6 separate regions of the Mus musculus genome follow, and all the other regions are linked to region 3. Evidence: chromatin contacts called from public HiChIP or PLAC-seq and promoter capture Hi-C data. All regions are on one chromosome and are shown on one strand. The core of a region is the stretch at or near the end of the contact, and the rest is flanking DNA. Distances in the headings are between cores, read along the strand shown. Region 1 holds the start of Cdk17 (cyclin-dependent kinase 17). Region 2 holds the start of Hal (histidine ammonia lyase). Region 3 holds the start of Apaf1 (apoptotic peptidase activating factor 1). Region 4 holds the start of Ccdc38 (coiled-coil domain containing 38). Region 5 holds the start of Fgd6 (FYVE, RhoGEF and PH domain containing 6). Region 6 holds the start of Elk3 (ELK3, member of ETS oncogene family).

Region 1 (2,764 bases), core at 157-2,656, 2.1 Mb after region 3:
TATAAATATGGACATTTTTATAGGGTAAACAAGTGTTGAAGTCTTTGTAGAGGATAATTATTGTTAACCTATAGTTCTGGTAATTTTGGAGACACAGGAGAACTCCGGTTGATATATATGAACCTTATGAGCTGTAGAAAACACATCCAGCTGTGTCCGACAAAGTTCTAGACAGAAGGGCAGGAAGTATCTTCAAGGAAAGGCGCATCAATCAGAAAAGATACGATTCAGAAGTCCTTAGTAGATAATGAGATTTAAAATATATCGTGCACTTCCTGGTGATAAGAACAGAAAAACAAAACATAACAACAACAACAACAAAAAACCCCAACCTTCACCCTACTGGCCTTTTATACCGTTAACCTTTTCTTGGTTAGGGTGTCCACATCCGGACCCTACTGTCTTCTTTCAGTTCTCTCAGTATTTTCCTCTGCCACTTAAGTCTGCTTTTACTTTAAGCTTCTATCCCTACTTGTGGAAAGAAATGGGCCAGGATCACTTTAGTTTGTCTACACATTCAGTTGTTCCTAACTGGGGAAGAAGAAAGTAAAAAGATTTACAGAAACTGGGCCAACCTCTTTGGCCTGCCTCCTTCAAGCAACAGAATCTAACTCACTGCAACAGTATCTCTTTCTGGGTCCTATAACTTAGCATTGACTCTTTCACAACACAGTTTTATTGTAACCATTTTAGTTCCCCCCTCCACCCTCCCCCCCCAGCCTAGAGCCAACAGTGTAATAACATTTAAAAACACTGTGGTTGAAATCAAAGCTTTGTGCGTGGGTGATTACTGCACTGGCCACGCATATCCAGTCACAGAACAGAAGAAAATTGCAGCAATCGACCGAGGTATTTCTTTGTGGGTCATCTGAAGCACTGTACTGAGGCAGGCATCCTGTGTACAGTAGCGCCTGGAATACTTCAAGCAGAGTTTTATTGTTGCGAGGGGACAGTGAGGGGCTGATTTGTGGCGATCGGTTCCTCACCAATCGCGATGGTCAGACACTGTTCAGCGTTCTGTCCACGGACAGGGTCTCCCTTGCTCTCCAGCCGCGTTTGAAGCCACGCTTGAAGTTTCCTGGGAATACCCCCCAGCCCCGCCCAGACCACGCCCCAGTCATAAGCCCCACCCCCAGGCAAGGCTCCGCCCCGCATGCCGCCGTCGCCGCCACCGCCGGCAGGGGTCGCGCTGCCCCAGGCGAGCCGTGCAGGCGGGGGTGGGGAAGCTCCCGCAGCCGGTCGCTTTTCTCCGCCGCCGCTGGTTGGATCGTTTCAATAAAAGTCTTTTTTTTTTTTTTTTCCTTTTTTCTTTTCTTTTTTTTTTTCTAACCCCCGCTCTCGCTCGCTCCGGGGAACAGGCGGAGGCGTCAAGCCGCAGCCTCCGAGCGAGAGAAAGCAACGCGCACTCAGACGAACGAGAGCGGCGGCTGCGGTCTACCCAGCGCCCGGCAGTCCGGCAGCCCGCGCCCCGCCGCCTCGCTCCGCCCCGGCTCGGTGGCCGGGAGTACTGGGCCGTCCGCGAGGCTCCGCGGCCCGGGAGCCATGTTGAGCGGGGGGCTCTGCCACGCGTGAGGCGGCCGGCGGCCCTCGCGGAGCGGAAGGCGCGAGGTTGGGGGGTGGGGGGAGGCCTGAGCCTGAGGCGCCTCGGCGCGTCCGCCACCACCGGACCTGCATCCGCTCGCTCGCTCTGCGCGCCCGCCGGTCCGGAGCCCGCGGTCCCCGCACTTGCTGGTGAGTTGGCAGCGGGGCTGGGCAGGGATCGTGACGCCTGTCAGCGGGCGGCTCGAGTGGGGATCTTGTCGGTCGCATGTCCACGCGCGGCGTGGGCTGCGGGAGTGCGGAGCTGGTTGGGGGACCTGGGGGGAGGGGCTCCATGCGCCGCCGCTGAGAGTTCGCAGCCGATCGAGGCTTCCTGGGGAGGCTGCTGGCCCCGTGGGGCGCCGGGAGGGGAAGAGGCGGAAAGTCCCCCCGAGACACAAAGGTCCCCGGGGCCGGGGTGGAGGCGCGGGCGCGGGGCGGCGGGAGTGGGCGAGGACGCGGCGCTGCGGGCTCCTTGGAGACGCGGGAGGCTGCGCGCGGGTGGGTGGGCAGCTCCGCGGGGGAGGAGCCCTCTCGTGGGGGAGCGGGTCGACACAAAGCTCCGGGCAGCCCTCTTGCTGGCGGGTCACACCCCTGAGTGTCGCTCCAACCGGAGGCGGAGGGACTGTGGGAAACCCAGAGAACCCGGGAAGAGGGGGTTGTGTGTGTGTGTGTTCCACCGTTGTCTTAGCCGCAGTTGCTTTTCTCGGTGTTTTTGTCCGGTTGCTTCTGCTCCCCATCTCAGCTGGGTGGCCCCAGTTTTCTTCCCCACATCACCCCCACGCTGCCACCTCGCCGTCCCCTGTGGTTCCCCACTCATTCTCTCCCCTACTTTTCACCCACTCCTTCTGGGGTAAGCGGTATTTTGCCTTCAGCTAGGGGAACGTTTGCTAATGACAGGATGCCTGACTTGGTCTGACCCTGAACTGCCTTGAACTCTTCTCTTTTTTTTTTTTTTCCTCCCACCCTTTCCTTTCTGGGATCTTCTGTGTCACATGGCCATTAACAATTAGCTTTTCTTCTTCAAAAATGGCAAAAGCCTTTAGCTGAAATCCGTGGCGCCTTTCCCTTATGTTAATGTGGCCATCGAAGACGACGCATCAGTGGCCCTGTTTTATCGCCTCCTGAGCCAAATTGATTCTCTAGACACAAGTCACAAATTTTGTTTTGCGTCTTGGCCATTCCT
Region 2 (2,919 bases), core at 169-2,668, 2.4 Mb after region 3:
ACAGGTATTCAGACAGGACTTGGTGGTGAATGAATGAATAAATGAAGGTGGTTCACATCTGAGGGCCACAGTTTTCCCAGAGTTGTAAAAGATGAAGCCCGTATCTGGGAATGAGCTGCAAGTTGAGGAGAGAGGGAAGACTTGGAGCGTTCCCTCTGGGGGGGGCATGAGTCAAAGGGTGGTGCCATCACCCCCACGGTCATAGGACTTGTTACATCAGTCTGCTGGGGTAAGCAGGTGACAGTCCAGAGTAAGGACTCAGGGTATGGGTTTCATCCCAAATTACACACATAATAGATTCTGGCTTCCCAAGGACCTTGAAGCTGTTTAAGCATAGCCACATAAGCAACTAGGATAGCTTCCTAAGCGGTGGGGTTCAGGAGGAGAAGAAAGGGTTAACCGGAGGTCAGGTCCGTGGGCAGAGATGAGCTAAGTAAGGTGGAAGGCCATGTCCTGGAGGTGGAATACTGAACTGAAGCTAACTTCTGTCTTGATAGCAAATCGAGATGTTGCCAAATTGCAGGGCACAGTCGGGGTGTGGTTGTCTGATGAATACATTTCGATAGACTGATGGTAAGACACTGGATGTGGATCTGGGTGTCTATCTACAGAGCAACTGTTCTAATGAAGTAGAAGGCAGGTCAGGGTTTCTGATTATTCAATCAAATTTCTCAGAACTGACATACTACTAAAGCGCACACAATTCTTTGAATCTCTTGGGCTATCAGTGTTCCTTAACACAGGTGGGGCAAAATTAGGTGGGGGGGGGTGCAGGGGAAGCGGTTTGGGGCAGGGAAGAAGCTTAGCTGAACTAGGGATATCCAGGGGGCAAAGATAAGGAATATTCACACACACACACACACACTCTTGAGGGCATGTGGAGTGTTAAAGTCCAAGTCCTGGTGAGAGTAATTGGGAGTCTCCCCATCCAGCAGGCACGGACCTCAGGGTTGACACACACTAATTGACTTTGTCCTTCCAGCTGCCCGTGGGGATATTCGTTTCATAGACGAGTAAAGCTGAATCCCAGGGGACTCAAATGACTGCGAGTCACACAGCCAGGATTTATCCCAGGTAGATGCCGCGAATCACGGCATTAGAGAATTTGCCTTTGGCTTAGGAAACGGGAAGATCACTCACTCACCCCAGGGTAGTGAGCTGAGGGCCTCCAAGCTACGGTGATTCATGTGTCTAAACACAACCTTTTCAGAACTGCTTTCTTTGATGGAGCAATGGCTTTGGTAGCACTGGGCACTGGCAGGGAGGCGTTGCTCAACGCGTGTTTGTGGAATAAATAAATGAATGGGGATTGCTACACTCTGGGTGTCACAATTGACCGAGAGGATGCGTTTTACCAATTGAGTAATTCCCTAAAGAGGGGAACATGGTGTTTATAAGCAGCTTTCAAGGCAGACTCAGAAAGGGAGAGAGAGAACGGGGAACCCTGGTCAGAAGGACTTCCAGGGTCAGAGAACTACAAGGTTACATTAAAAGTGGGCTCAGCTACCCATATCCCTGTCTCCTGCACCTAGTTCAGCATCCAGAAAGGCCAAAGGAACACCAGAGACCGCAATCAATATTTGTTTAAAGTGTGAATGGCTAAAGGCAAGGGAAGGGGTGTGTTCTGAAAGTCCACTCTCAGTCTCACTGCCAACCACACCCCAGCAGACACTCCCCTCCCTGGTAAAGGATAAAGGCTCTCCCCAGTCGAGGACTGTAGGAAAGGAGCCAGCCCTTGGTTACAGTGGCCTGCTGCTCAGAAGGGCTATAGCATCTGAGCCATGCCTAGGTACACAGTGCACGTGCGTGGGGAATGGCTGGCGGTGCCCTGTCAGGATGGGAAGCTCACTGTTGGCTGGCTGGGCCGTGAGGCTGTGCGACGCTACATGAAGAACAAACCGGACAATGGTGGCTTCACTTCGGTGGATGAAGTGCAATTCCTTGTGCATCGGTGCAAGGGCCTGGGCCTGCTGGACAATGAGGACGAGCTGGAGGTGGCCTTAGAGGACAATGAGTTCGTAGAAGTGGGTGAGTGGCCCTCAGGGGAACAGAGCCTTGGCATGTCCTGGAGGAAGTCACCCCCGTGTCAGGGAACACGGCAAGAAAAAAAGACTTGAGTACTTGCCCTGGGGGAGCCTCAAGCCTTGCTTTATCATCCACCTCCCCCTGCCCCCAGCCTGCAATAGATGGAGAGAGGCAGGCCACAGTGACAGTCTGGACTTGAACCCAAGGCTGCAGGTTAGAGTCCCTTGCAATGACAGAATCCTTCTGTAAGGGACTGCCAGAGTAGAAACAGAAGCAGGCTAGAACCAATCTTCCACGTACATCCCCCTGCTACCTTTCTGCTTTTTGCTTTCCTGTGTAAAGACGCTAAGACCGTGTGAAAATGTAGGATGTCACGGTCCAGCAGCCGTTGCTATGAAACACAAGCTCAGTGCATGGAGGGGTCATTCCTGGGTCTGACACCTGCCCTGATGTGACACCCTGTGACCTGCTAGGCCCCTCTCTCCCCTTCTTGTTTCAGTGATTGAAGGTGATGTGATGTCTCCTGATTTCATTCCGTCGCAGCCAGAAGGAGTTTTCCTGTATCCTTTGTGCATCCCCTTTGGTCAGCCCTGCGGTGGCTGGTCCTGACACGGTGGGGCTGGGGCTGTTCCACATTGCTAGTCTGCTCCTTTACCTGGCTTTAGATACAGCAAATACCGGGAGCCTGAAAAAGTAAGCTATTTTCCTTTTTGTGGGGAATATAAAACTCTGTCATGTCTGAAATATGCCTCCTTTCACCTACCACTTTAAGAAGGGGAAGGAGGAGGGGGAGAAGAGGACAAGGAAGAAGAGGAGAAGGAAGAGGAGGAGGGGGGAGGAGGGAGGGGGAGGAAGAGGAGGGGAGGAGGGAGAGGAGGGGGAAGAGGGGGAGGG
Region 3 (2,947 bases), core at 171-2,670:
CCAGGACAGCCAGGGCTATGCAGAGAAACCCCGTTATGAAAAGATTTTTGGTTATGTCCAATAATTAAGCAAAAACCAAATACTCTACCGGGCAGTGGTGGAGCACACCTTTAATCCCAGCACTTGGGAGTCAGAGGCAGGTGGATTTCTGAGTTCAAGGCCAGCCTGGTCTACAGAGTGAGTTCCAGAACAGCCAGGGCTACACAGAGAAACCCTGTCTCCAAAAAAAAAAAAAAAAACAAAAACAAAAAACACTTTGACAACTAAGTTCCAATTTTCTCTAGCCTTACTGAACTCATATACATAAATTATATATATATATATAATATTTTTTTTGTTTTGGTTTTTTTTTTTTTTTTTTTTTTTTTTTTTTTTTGGTTTTTCGAGACAGGGTTTCTCTGTATAGCCCTGGCTGTCCTGGAACTCACTTTGTAGACCAGACTGGCCTCGAACTCAGAAATCCACCTGCCTCTGCCTCCCGAGTGCTAGGATTAAAGGCGTGCACCACCATGCCCAGCCATAAATTATATAAATTTTAAACAACTTTTTTCAAACTTTACACAAACTGGAATACTATGGGCAAATTCCCAGGGCCACAACCTCTTTGTGGCCACAACAAAACAGAAAGCCAAAACTGGTCCGAGATACAGACCACAATATAAAGGCTAAGTCTATCCAGGAAAACAGTAATAGTGGTCTACTTCCTCCTTAGATAATTTCTCTTCCTGGTACAAGAGCAGGAGGATGATTACCAAACATCCCGCGTCCCCTGATCTTTCAGTCCCTGGGAGCTACAACAGAACTTGCAAAGAGCCTGCCCAGAGGAGCTTGGGGAGGTGAGACCGAGGCAGTAAACTTACCCAAGCCTTTGCACCGGAGTTGTGCTGGGAAGAGCAGCCGGGGGAGGGTCACTGATGATAATCGAAAGAAAGCAGCCCAGGGAGGGTCACTTATGAGACTAGATTGCCAGAAAGCAGCCGGGGCTCCCGCCTGGCTTCCGGCGACCCCGCGCCCCGGGCAGGTCCTGACACCTCCCTGGGTATCAGCTGCTCGGGGCGCAGGGTGGATGCCCGGGATCTCCAAGCGGCGTCGAGGGGTGGTCACCTCGGTGGGCTTGCCTCGGGCCGCACCAGGGGAGGGTACCGGGACCCAGGGCACAAAAGCACGGCCACTCCAGTCGCCGCTTCACCCCTCTGGCGGGAGCTGCCCGGGCGGGAAGCGGACGCCGCTCGGAAAGCCGCTGCGACTGTCTCAGATCGTCGCCGGTGGCTGATGGCACACACCCCTCGCTGCCGACCCCCACACACCCCTCTCACACCCTTCCGCGAGCGGAGTGAGACGTCTGCTCCTCTAGCTGCCTCCTGGTCTCTGCCTCAGGACCGCGGAGCACTCAAACACCGCTGGGCCCGCCCAGTCCACACAGCGCGCGCCCGGGCACGCAAATTCACTCGCCCAGGGCCCGCCGCCGCGGCCGCGCGCGCGCGCCCCGCCCGGCGCGTGACCGCAAGCCCTGGTTGAGCGTTCTCGCATGCGCGGTGGGGTGGGGCTAAGCCGCGGGCTCGCGCCCAGCTAGACGTGGCACTCTCGGCCCCGCCCCCTCTACGCGCCTCTCCGCAACCTGCGCGCACCCGCGAGCTTGGGTCTCCCGCAGACTCAGTCGGGTAGCGGAATCCAGAGGCGGGGCCAGCCGCTTGAGGGCGGGGCACAGCCTTGGTGGGCGTGGCCTTCCGAAGCTGCTCTGCAGCCACGTCCCACGGCCCCCCTCCAAAGCCATCCTGGCTTCAAGATCTTCAGGGATCCAGACATGTCCGAAGTGAAGAGCCGAAAGAAGCCGGGGCCCAAAGTGGCTGCTCCTGAGCCCGAGAAGCGGAGTGATGGCAGGAAAAACCCCGAGGCGCGGGGGGACGCGGGCTGGGCGGACCCCCGCACTGGGCTCAGCCTGCTGTCTCTGGCGATGACCCTGGGCCTGGCCTGGTAAGTGTGCGATGCTGCAGGCCGTGGGTCGGGCCTCGCGTGGGCGCCTAGCACCTCGAGCCAACCCACTCTCGCTTGAATACGCTCTTTTAACAATGTTCTGGTAGCATGCTCCTGTCGCTGCCCTCTAAAGTCTGGGAACATGTCACCCAGGACTCGGCCCACACTTTATTAAGCATCTACTACTGCACGTCACAAGTTTGCACATACCTAAAAACCACTACTTCCCGTCCACTCTGTAGCTTTGCGGATGAGTTTGCTCCACCCTCCACCAAAAATCGCACTCTTAAAATGTCTGCAGCCTAATAAAAAAAAGTTCGTTGTTGCTGAGCGATAAATGCTAATGAGACTTTCTCCTATTTAGAGCTGTGTGCCTACATTAAAACTATAGTCCTTTTTTAAAGATTTATTCTTGTTTATGTGTATGAGTGTCAGTGTATTTGTGCACGTGTGTGCAGGTGCGCGAGGATCCCGCAAGAGAGTGTCAAATCCAAGAAGCTGGAGTTACCAATGGTTGTAAGACACCAGACATGCATGTTCTTAACAGCTATAAAAGACTATATAGTCTTACTCCTAAATTACAAGTTGAACTGTATGTAACATTGTAAAGAATATGTTTTCCCTTAAGACTAAACATTCGTGTTTTCTTATTGTTGTTGTTTTAGTTTTTTGATACAGGGTTTCTCTGTGTAGCCCTGGCTGTCCTTGAACTCACTTTGTAGGCCAGGCTGGCCTGGAACTCAGAGATCTGCCTGCCTCCACCTCCCTAGTACTGGTGTTAAAGGCATGTACTACCACAACCTGGCTGTATGACACATACAACCCAGCTATATACATGTATTTTTACACTTTATTTGCAGTAGTGGGGGCACCGCCATCCCGCTCAACATTTGTAGCTTTGAAACCAAGCATATATTAGTGATATATTAGTGTAAATGTGGAATAAGAGAGCTAATAGAATTCAGAAAAGACT
Region 4 (3,140 bases), core at 129-2,628, 2.5 Mb after region 3:
GGCCAGTCTGGTCTACAAGAGTCCAGGACAGCCAGGGCTACACAGAGAAACCCTGTCCTTTTTTCTTTTTCTTTTCTTTCTTTCTTTCTTTCTTTCTTTCTTTCTTTCTTTCTTTCTTTCTTTCTTTCTTTCTTTCTTTCTTTCTTTCTTCCTTCCTTCCTTCCTTCCTTCCTTCCTTCCTTTCCTTCCTTCCTTCCTTCCTTCCTTCCTTCCTTCCTTCCTTCCTTCTTTCCTTTCTTTTCTTTCTTTCTTTTTTTAAGTTCTTGATTGTTTTTTGAAACAGGATCTCACATGCAAACTCTACATACAGTCAAGGATGGCCTTAGACTACAGACCTCACCTTCTGCCTCTTGGGTGCTGGGACTGCACACCTGGATCAATATCCGGGATTTTAGAGCAAAAAAGAGTCTACAGACTCTTCTGGAAACAACAAAGCAAACCCACCAGCCAGTACTTTAGAAGCTATAATGGGATCAATGATCAATGATCATAATGAAAGATGCCCTGAAGGTGTTTTGTTGGAGAAAGAGCTTTCGCTCCGGAACCCCATCTCGCCTGTCCCCAGCTACTGGCTACTCACGTGCCCACCACCACGCTGGCGCCCTCCAGCACCGCCAGGCTGCGCAGCGCAGACCCGGTCAGGAAGCGCTCGCCGCGGGCACACACCAGCACCACTTGCTGTGCGTTCTCCAGCAGGAGGCGGTGGCTGCTCGTCATTGTCGCTCTAGCCGCTGGCGGGCTGCGGAGGACAGGAGAGCCTGCGAGCTGTGGCTCCCGGGCAGGGCGGGGCGGGGCTGGGCAGCGTGGGGCGGGAGCTGGCCAGCAGCCAGTGACCGGGACAGGAGCAGTGCCAACCAGAGCGCCTGGAATAAAGTTGGAATAAACTTTATTGTGGACGCCAGTCTTTTCAGGTCTCCTTTCCAGGTTTGGAGTAAAGGAGGTGATGGTTATATCACCCCCTCCCCAACCCCTAACTTCTGGATTAAAAACAAAACAAAACTGAAATTTAGCCACCACCGGAAGTGATCAAGTTGGGCGAGGTAGATGCGGTGCAGTGGCCAAGTGAAGTGTTGTTGGGAAGGGCTCACACAGAGACGTCAGTGGTGTGTGTGTGTGTGTGTGTTACAGTGACAGAAACAGAGGCAGACACAGTGGGGTGTGTGTATGCGTGTGGTGTGAGTGTGCATGGTGTGTGTGTGTGTGTGTATGTATGTATGTGTGTGTGTTAGACACAGTGACAGAAACAGAGACAAAAACACACTGTGCCCTGGGAGCTGGAACTTGAACCTAGCAAACTTGCGCTGACAGGCGACAGGGGCACGGGGCAGAGGCTCACGGTGTCCGCGTGACCCTCCTAGCCTGGCTGCGGGTGCCACGCGTGTTCGGTTGGCCAGATCGGCGCTTGGGCCTGGTAGTAAGCGGTTCCCAGGATGAAGGGAGCCTGGAGCAGGGAAGGATGAAGCTGAGACACAGAGTATCAGTTTGGTGCCTCTGTCTGCTTTGTCCCGACCGCCTTCTTGAAGGATAGGTCTCAACAGTGATCCAGACTTGTTGAGGTAAAACCAGATTTGACCCGGGTGTCTGACACTCCCCCCCTCCTCCCGAGTGTGGTGGCTTTCACACACACCACTGCACTCAAGGTTGTAGACAGACAGTATCCAGATTGTTTAAAGAACTGGCAGGCAGGATTTGTAAAGAATACATACACACACACACACACACACACACACACACACACACACACACACATACACATATACACACACACATAAATTTTTTGAGATTACAATGACATCATTTCCTGATTTCCTCTTAAACCACCCTTGTTCTCTTTCAAATTCAAGACCTTTTCTATGGTGTGTGTGTGTCCCTAAATACATAAATACAGCCCACTTGGTCTGTATAATGCTATTTGTACATATGTGGTTTTAGGGCTTCCCCCCCCCTTGGTCTTTTTTCTCTTGTTGAGATAAGTCTCACTGTGTAGCCCTGGCTGTTCTGGAGCCCTTTATGTAGATCAGGATAGCCTTTTAATTCAGATCTCTCTCTCTCTCTCTCTCTCTCTCTCTCTCTCTCTCTCTCTCTCCCTGGTTCCCCACCCCCACTCACACACACACACACACACACACACACACACACTGCACATCAGTGCTGAGACTAAAGACTATATCACCCTTAAGTTATTTAGTTTCTATGGTATGTTTCCTAAAAAGATAAGAGATTTTCTTCCCTTGCCCAGGCCAACAAATACTACAAGAGATGGGGGTGGCAGGGTCAAGGACTGAAAACAATACCATAAAAGCAGGCTTACTCTGCAAATCACAAAGATAATTTTGGGTCACCTTATAGCCATTAATAAAACAGACAGTAAAAATAGCTTCCGACAGACTAGAAGCAAATGTCCTTTAGGTCCACACCATGTTCTATAAGAAAATAGAGATGGGGTAGAAAAAAACAAAACAAAAACAAAAGAAGGAAGTTATAAAATAATGTGAGTGAAAACCTCAACAGCTGCTCACAAAGCAGAAACACAACCACAAATGTCTGTGTACTGCCAAGAGAGAGAGAGAGAGAGAGAGAGAGAGAGAGAGAGAGAGAGATTAACCAGGGGTGGTAATAGAGCTATGTGAGTTTCAGTCTAGCCTGGTCTACACAGTGACTCACTGTCAAAGAAAAAAATTAAAAGAAGAAAGGGGGTGGGGTGTAGAAATGGCAGAGGGTAGAAACAGAGTCACTTATGGTTAGAGAATTTTTATACTCTAAAATTTTAGCTAACCTGTTAACTTTTGGCAGGCAAAGGTAATTGCAGGGATAAAAGATGGGTTCACACTGGGGTTCAACAAATGCCTACTTCTGTTAGTTCTCCCCTGACCTGTTCTCAGGAAATCAATTGAAAATTTCCCCGAGGCACGGTTGTCTTCGCCTTATATAGCCACGCTTGCTTGTAGTTTGTGGATTTGTTTGACCTTCAGATAAAACGTGGGTCACTCGGGCTAATACTCGCATGTAAAGGAACAGTGGACATAGCTATTTTAATGCTATTTTCCTTGATTGACAGTTAGCTTAGGGATCTGACTGGCTAAAGTACCAGTTTCTCCCCTGGCTTCATAGAATGTACCACACACTGTGCTTTTATGGTT
Region 5 (2,966 bases), core at 169-2,668, 3.0 Mb after region 3:
ATTGTCACCCCACCCCGATCTTTGGCATACATAAAACCCTTTTCCTGGAGTACATTTTCTCCCATCAATCTTCCTAATTTCATTCAGAGCTGAAGATTTACCTAGGGTATCACTTGCTGTGTGTAGCTTTTTAAAGTGCTATGAGTGGACAATGGGTTCCAAATTATGCTTCCACGGGCAGTTTTTAGATATCTCAATACTTCACATTCTGTACCGTACCTCACCCTCCCATTATACACCACGGGGGATTTCTTCTCTTTCTCTTGTATGAATTCCCTGAAATCTAGTTGGCTGAGGGAAAGTATGGCATACATATTCAATACATACACATACACGTTCCAGGGTGTGGGTATTGACCTGTCTGATGGGGTAAAAATGGCACTAAAGCCATTAACTAGGCTTTATTTTTTAAATTCAAGATGGCAGAGACATCTTAAAATAGTCCAACACAAAAGCATTCACATCCAGACCAGAGCTTCCATTCAGAACTGGCTACACTTAGCGCAACAGCAAGGACAAAAGAATGGAACCTAGGTGCTGAGACGCCAGAGCTCACACCATTGGCCACAGGTCTCACTTAACAGACCTTAAACCCCACATAGAAAGGCACCTGCTGCCTGCCTGCATTCCAGAGGCCACACCTTGATGATGATGATTATGATGATGATGATGACCGGAGGCACTTATGGATTAACAGGCCCGCAAAAATCAAAGATAAAAAGGGAAGGAGGTTAAGTAGTAGACAGAATATCCAGCACGTTTCGGCCCCGCCCCAACGAGGCGCAGTCCAGGGCGGTGCAGCCATAGGGTAAGAACCGATCAAGGCTCCCGCCCAGGGCCGGTCAATTGCGCCGGGTCTGGGAATTCTGGGCGAGCTCGGGGCAGAGGCCAACCACGCCAGGATCCCCTGAGCTATACCTGTCAGGCGGCTGCAGCAAGTAGGCCCCGAAACAGCGGAGGATTGGGGACCCAGGCCCGCAGGCGCCCGTCACCCTATCCCTCCCCTCTGAATCGCTTTGCCTTCTCGCTCTTCCTTTAGTCCTTCGGAAACAAAGACGGTCCACACTCCCCGCCATTTTCTCCTCACCTCAAAAACCACCTCTTCGTCAAACTCCGGTGTCATCCTTCTCCGCCATACCACCCGCCTCAGCACGATGGGAAATGAAGGCAGGAGGGCGGGCAGCACCCAGGCTTCGGCTCCTGCCCACCTCGGGGGCACTGAAAACTACAACTCCCGGCATGCATCGCGACCCACGCCCCTTTCCGACCTGCTTATTGGAGAAGAGGGTGAGCGTGTAGGCTGGAGGGGCGGGAGCGGGCGGGCGTTCCAGAGCTCCTATTGGAGAGAGCTATGGCTTTTGTCTGCCTTTTACATCCCCTGACTACTAGGGGGCGCCTGGAGCGCGGATTTTTCTCTCAAGTTGAGGTGGGGCGCGCGTCCGCGAAGCCGCTGCGATCTCCTCTCGTGCGCGCGCCTGGCGATCGTCCCGGAGCGCGGCGGAGCGGCGCTCGTGCACGTCCCCCTGTCGCTGGCCGCTAGCGCCCGGGTCCGCCGGAGGGTCGCGGGAGCCGGCGTCCGTCCTTTGTGAGGCGCTCAGGCGGTGCGGGACGGAATGTGGGCGCTGCGGGGACTTTTGTCTTCTGCTCAAACTCTGGGGAGTGTGGACTGAACGGGAGCCATGGACTGAGGGCGTGAGCCGCGCGGGGCAGTCATGACTTCTGCCGCGGGTAAGTGGCTGCGCTCGCGCCGGGCTGGGGAGTAGTCGCGGCGGGCGCCGGCGGGCTCCGGCTCCCGCTGCGTTCCCCGCGGGTGGGCGGTGCGGGACTGGCGCCGGTCGCCCGCGCCCGCTGTGGGGTCCCCGGGATGCGTCCCCCACCCCTGAGCCCAGGTGATGGGACGGCGTCGCGGAGCTTGCTCGGGTTCCGTGACTTAGGCGCTGTCGCTGCCTGTGCGCGGTGTGGGAAGCGTGGAGTCCGGTGTGGAGGAGTCAGTTATTCTAAGCTAGGACAGTTTTCCAGCGAGTTGAAGAAACTCCGCCACTAGCCCGCGTTGCTTGAAAACCTAGTATTTATTGACTGAAACTCTTCGCGCTTGTAAGGAGGGTTGGATAGAGCTGTTTGCACCCTGGTGTTTTGAGCCCTATTACCTGAGTGAGTATGGACTATTAGTTGGTAAAATAAAACAAAACCGAGTTGCCCCCTCCCCTGCACCTACCCCTCCCTGTTTTTTGCTCATCTTCACCTTTTCCTTCCTTCCTTCCTTCCTTCCTTCCTTCCTTCCTTCCTTCCTTCCTTCCTTCCTTCCTTCCTTCCTTTCTTCCTCCCCCCCCCACCCCCCTCGTACCTGGACTGTGTAAACAAAGCCCTATTTTCAGTCTGCCTCCTTTCCACTCACCCAAATGACAAAGCCTCTCCTTACCTTTGTGTGAATTTAAGCACTTTGGCTCATTGTGTTGTGACCTTTTTAAGGAACAGTTTCTAATCTTCCAAATTTGTGTCCAAGGGACAGTCTCTTTATAAGAACACAGCACATTTTCAAAGCCAGAATTTAATAAGGTATGGGATATATTAAAGGCATCTTTATCCACATCAGAAGAAACTTTGATGAGAGATTTTGTAGTAAAAGAGCGTAAGTTTCACTTCAGTTAGGTCTAGAATTAGCACTTAAGTATCAGATTAAATTTTCTTTGCTTTTTTTGGCGTTTGTTTAACATTCCTGCAACTTGAAAACTGTCAGGAGAGCACACACACTAAATGTTCTGATTTGTACTTCTAAAGCCTTGAAGGAGTCACACTGCTAGGCAAAATCCGGATTACTTCAAACAGGCAAGAAATTAGTAACAATAAGAAAGTGAGACCTTTATTCTCTTTGAAGTGATGTGCATTCATCACGTGATCATCATGCACTGAGTTATTTACAAACGTTTCTCTCAGTTTTGGGATGTGTTCCATTTAAACAACGGATC
Region 6 (2,945 bases), core at 358-2,857, 2.2 Mb after region 3:
CCCCACCTCCGGCAGAGCACTGCAGGGAGTTATAGGACGGCGAGGGGCTTTCGAGATGGGGAGGGCTGGAGGGGGCCGGCAGGGAAGGGGCGGGGGACCCTCAAACACTACAAAGGAAACTGTAAAAGGCACAAATACATAAACCTGAGAAGCAGCAGCAAGCCGCAGTTTCTTTGTGAGCTCCTCAGTGAGTCATTTTCAAGATGCTGTCTGCAGCCAGTTTCAAAGCGGAAGCGCACGGCAATTAGTCTTGCCGTTTCCAGACAAGCCAGAAACTCTCCCGACACTCTTTTTTTTTTTCCTTCTAAAAAGCCCCTTTTGCAGTTTCTGAAATAGCCTTTCTTGCTTCCACCCCCACCCGCCGCGTAACTGCAGCTTATCCTCGGAATGATTCGGTCGTAACAAAACAGAGACCATTTAATATTTTTAGCTCCCGCCTCCCAATTTCAAGCCCCCCCCCCTTAAAAAAAAGTTCCAGTAACATTACAGGCCAGCAGGCAGTTGGAAGTTAAAGAGCTGAGAGTTTCAAGTTCATCCCTTGCCTGGCCCATCTCCCCAATCCGAATCTGGACTAGCCGACTCGGCCGGCTTTTAAATGTCCATTAGACTGGGCGTGCGCCTGGGGCGGTGACCTGGGCGGGGGTCACCTGCCCAGAGAGAGTGGACGTAGCCCCGGGCCCCACATCTCCATGGCCCAAGTCCTCCGCTCCCTCTCCACCCCTGTGCTCTCCCCTGAATCCGAACACTCGCGCCTCGGTGCCCATCCTGAAGGGATCCGGACCGCAACCCCGGCTGGAGGTCAGTGACAATCCAGCCTCCAGCCACGCAGCCCGCTTCGACCACTATCCCTAATCCCAGAGCCCCGGAGCCTCGCTGCAGGGATACAGGAGTTTGCACTCAGGGTGTCTCCTCCGGGCTTCGCAGTGCAGACCCCAGGCCCGAGCACGAGCTCCCGGGGTGGCGCCGGTGGCGGTGGCGGTGGCGACGCACAGCATCCTCCCCCGCGGGGACGCACCCCCATCCTCCCCCAACGCAGTCTACAACTCACCCCACAGCGCCCACAACCCCACCCCCACCAGCCAAAGAAAAGAAAGAAGGAGAAAGGAGAAAAAAAAAAAAGAGGAAAAATTAAAAAAAAAAAATAGCCCGAAGAAAACTTTGCAAGCGCTGGAGCAACAGGCAAACAGTCCTGCAACCTACCCAGACGTGGGGGAGCGTTTGGGAGTCTTCTTGGGGAGATTTCTAGGAGGAACCGGGCGAAAGCCCCCGACTTTCCATGCTGACAGGCGTCTGCAGACGGTCTGTTGCTCTTGTAATGAGATCCTGATTTTCCCCCCTCTTTTTTTTTTCTTTCTCTCGCTCCTCTTTTTTTTTTTCTCCCCCCCCCCCCTCCTCTGGTGTGTGTGAGAGCAGGAAGTTGGAGCAGTCAGGCCGAGCCTGCTCACTTCCTTTACTGCATTATTCCCCAGGCGGTGTGCAGTCTGTGTAAACAGGCTTTTCCGCCCCGCGCCGTGCGCCCGGGCCGCGGCTGTGCGCCGGGGCTGCCCGCCCAGACCCGCGCATACCCCCGGCGCCGGGCCCCGCGCCCGCCCGCACGCCCCGCGCGCCCCCGCGCCGTGCCCGCCCCGCTTCCTGCTCGGCCACCCCAGGGGAGGAGCCTGGGGACCCGCCGGCCAGGCCGCCGTCTCTCCACTCGGCGGGGGCTCCGTCGGCTCCTGAGCCCTCGGGTTCCTAAGTTTGGCATCACCCTGGGTTCGTGCCCTGCTAATGGTGCCCCGAAAGGGAGGTCCCTAAGCGAGCTTTTCTCTACCATAGGCATAGAAGAAGAGTTTAGGGACAGGAGGGATGGCGAGTGGGGTTCAGGACTTTGGATGCTCTGGGAACCGGGCTGCTTTTATTGCGGACCAGAGGAGATGAGGGTGAAAAACATAAGCGTGCACAAAGGGAGATGGAGTCTTCCTAAGATGCTGTCGGATAGAGTTACTGTCGGGGCATATTTAACAGCAGCACTATAATTAATATTAATAGTAATAATTTGGAGGCAGTTTTAGAGTTGGGATCCTCTTTTGGGAATACTTTCTTAAGAGCCACAAACTAGGAGCCTTGTGTCTTAGAAAAGAGATGAGTGAAGTGGCTTTAGACAGGCACTGCTTAGGCGCTCCAGGTGGCTTGAGACAGGGGAAGGGGTACCCTGTGGTTTCAAGACTGGACTCCCCGCCCCTGAGGACAATGGCCAGGATCTGATTGGAGAGTTGGGCATTGCTCGGAGGATGCAGGAGGGAATGGGTCTCTTATTAACAAACCCTGTATACAGTTCCTCCAGCCCCAGCCTTCCAGAACCTTCCAGTCCCCTGCCTTTGGGGCTTTCTGACCAGTAGTTTTCAATCTTGAACGTTTGGCATGAGAGTACATGGCTCATTAAAGCCCTAATTGTAACCCTTAAGCCCTCACCTCAATGTGTCTGGTGTGATTGGAAGCCCCAATAACAGAATCGCGTTGAGAGTAAGGGGTGCTTTGCAAACTAGCCACAGCGTACTTATCCCAGACCAATGGCCAAGTCTCCAGGTCAGCAGGACAACATTCTGACATTTCCTTGCCCCCCCCCCATTAGCATTTGCTATCTCTCTGAAAGATTGCTTGTTTCTGAGTATCTGGTTACTATTAAAGGTTCTAGATTGAATTCAGGGATGTTAATACCCACCCCACACACGCACATCTGCAGGTGCCTGTCAGAACACCTTGTTAAACAAGGGCAGCATTTTTGCTTAATCACTGATGTGTATAACCTGCTGGTTATACACTGAGGACCAGGCTTGCCCGTGCTCTGAGAAGAGACAATGGTGGTGGGGAGAGGAGGGAGGGGGACCAAGGTAAGATGTGAAACAGAAGGAGGAATTATGGGAAAGGGGGCTGTCTATCAAACCCTGATTTTCCACAGCTAATTT

The links. Promoter capture Hi-C pulls out the DNA fragments that hold promoters and counts their contacts. HiChIP or PLAC-seq counts read pairs in DNA pulled down with a chosen protein or histone mark. Capture Hi-C pulls out chosen DNA fragments and counts their contacts.
Region 1: a contact with region 3 is called in a promoter capture Hi-C map of adipose tissue, with 4 times the contacts expected there. The contact joins the promoter of Cdk17 here to the promoter of Apaf1 in region 3. A contact is called at or near these places in 8 of 115 datasets of contacts at active chromatin or transcription factors (T-cell acute lymphoblastic leukemia, astrocytes, embryonic stem cells and 4 more) and 2 of 9 other capture datasets (adipose tissue and liver).
Region 2: a contact with region 3 is called in a promoter capture Hi-C map of embryonic stem cells, with 6 times the contacts expected there. The contact joins the promoter of Hal here to the promoter of Apaf1 in region 3. A contact is called at or near these places in 1 of 39 promoter capture datasets (embryonic stem cells) and 1 of 115 datasets of contacts at active chromatin or transcription factors (astrocytes).
Region 4: a contact with region 3 is called in a promoter capture Hi-C map of hippocampal neurons, with 5 times the contacts expected there. The contact joins the promoter of Ccdc38 here to the promoter of Apaf1 in region 3. A contact is called at or near these places in 1 of 39 promoter capture datasets (hippocampal neurons) and 1 of 115 datasets of contacts at active chromatin or transcription factors (large pre-B cells).
Region 5: a contact with region 3 is called in a promoter capture Hi-C map of adipose tissue, with 4 times the contacts expected there. The contact joins the promoter of Fgd6 here to the promoter of Apaf1 in region 3. A contact is called at or near these places in 3 of 39 promoter capture datasets (hippocampal neurons, liver and pre-B cells), 3 of 484 Hi-C or Micro-C datasets (B cells, CD4 T cells and CD8 T cells), 1 of 115 datasets of contacts at active chromatin or transcription factors (astrocytes) and 2 of 9 other capture datasets (adipose tissue and liver).
Region 6: a contact with region 3 is called in an H3K4me3 HiChIP or PLAC-seq map of stem cell-derived neural progenitor cells, with 11 times the contacts expected there. The contact joins the promoter of Elk3 here to the promoter of Apaf1 in region 3. A contact is called at or near these places in 4 of 115 datasets of contacts at active chromatin or transcription factors (astrocytes, embryonic forebrain, large pre-B cells and 1 more) and 1 of 9 other capture datasets (adipose tissue).

Annotation. Positions count from the first base shown.
Region 1 is chr10:93,159,470-93,162,233 of GRCm38.p6, forward strand. It overlaps Cdk17 (cyclin-dependent kinase 17), which reads left to right and starts at 1,407. Exons shown (of 17, transcript NM_146239.2): 1 at 1,407-1,731.
Region 2 is chr10:93,487,350-93,490,268 of GRCm38.p6, forward strand. Hal (histidine ammonia lyase) reads left to right here and starts at 1,419. Exons shown (of 20, transcript NM_010401.4): 1 at 1,419-2,028; 2 at 2,525-2,585; 3 at 2,691-2,718. The coding sequence starts at 1,782.
Region 3 is chr10:91,081,323-91,084,269 of GRCm38.p6, forward strand. Apaf1 (apoptotic peptidase activating factor 1) reads right to left here and starts at 1,421. Exons shown (of 27, transcript NM_009684.2): 1 at 861-1,421. It overlaps Ikbip (IKBKB interacting protein), which reads left to right and starts at 1,717. Exons shown (of 3, transcript NM_026166.2): 1 at 1,717-1,974. The coding sequence starts at 1,805.
Region 4 is chr10:93,539,254-93,542,393 of GRCm38.p6, forward strand. Ccdc38 (coiled-coil domain containing 38) reads left to right here and starts at 1,379. Exons shown (of 16, transcript NM_175488.6): 1 at 1,379-1,556. Amdhd1 (amidohydrolase domain containing 1) reads right to left here and starts at 780. Exons shown (of 9, transcript NM_027908.1): 1 at 581-780. The coding sequence starts at 717.
Region 5 is chr10:94,034,583-94,037,548 of GRCm38.p6, forward strand. Fgd6 (FYVE, RhoGEF and PH domain containing 6) reads left to right here and starts at 1,419. Exons shown (of 21, transcript NM_053072.3): 1 at 1,419-1,728. The coding sequence starts at 1,713. Vezt (vezatin, adherens junctions transmembrane protein) reads right to left here and starts at 1,217. Exons shown (of 12, transcript NM_172538.5): 1 at 1,088-1,217. The coding sequence starts at 1,123.
Region 6 is chr10:93,309,552-93,312,496 of GRCm38.p6, forward strand. It overlaps Elk3 (ELK3, member of ETS oncogene family), which reads right to left and starts at 1,608. Exons shown (of 5, transcript NM_013508.2): 1 at 1,201-1,608.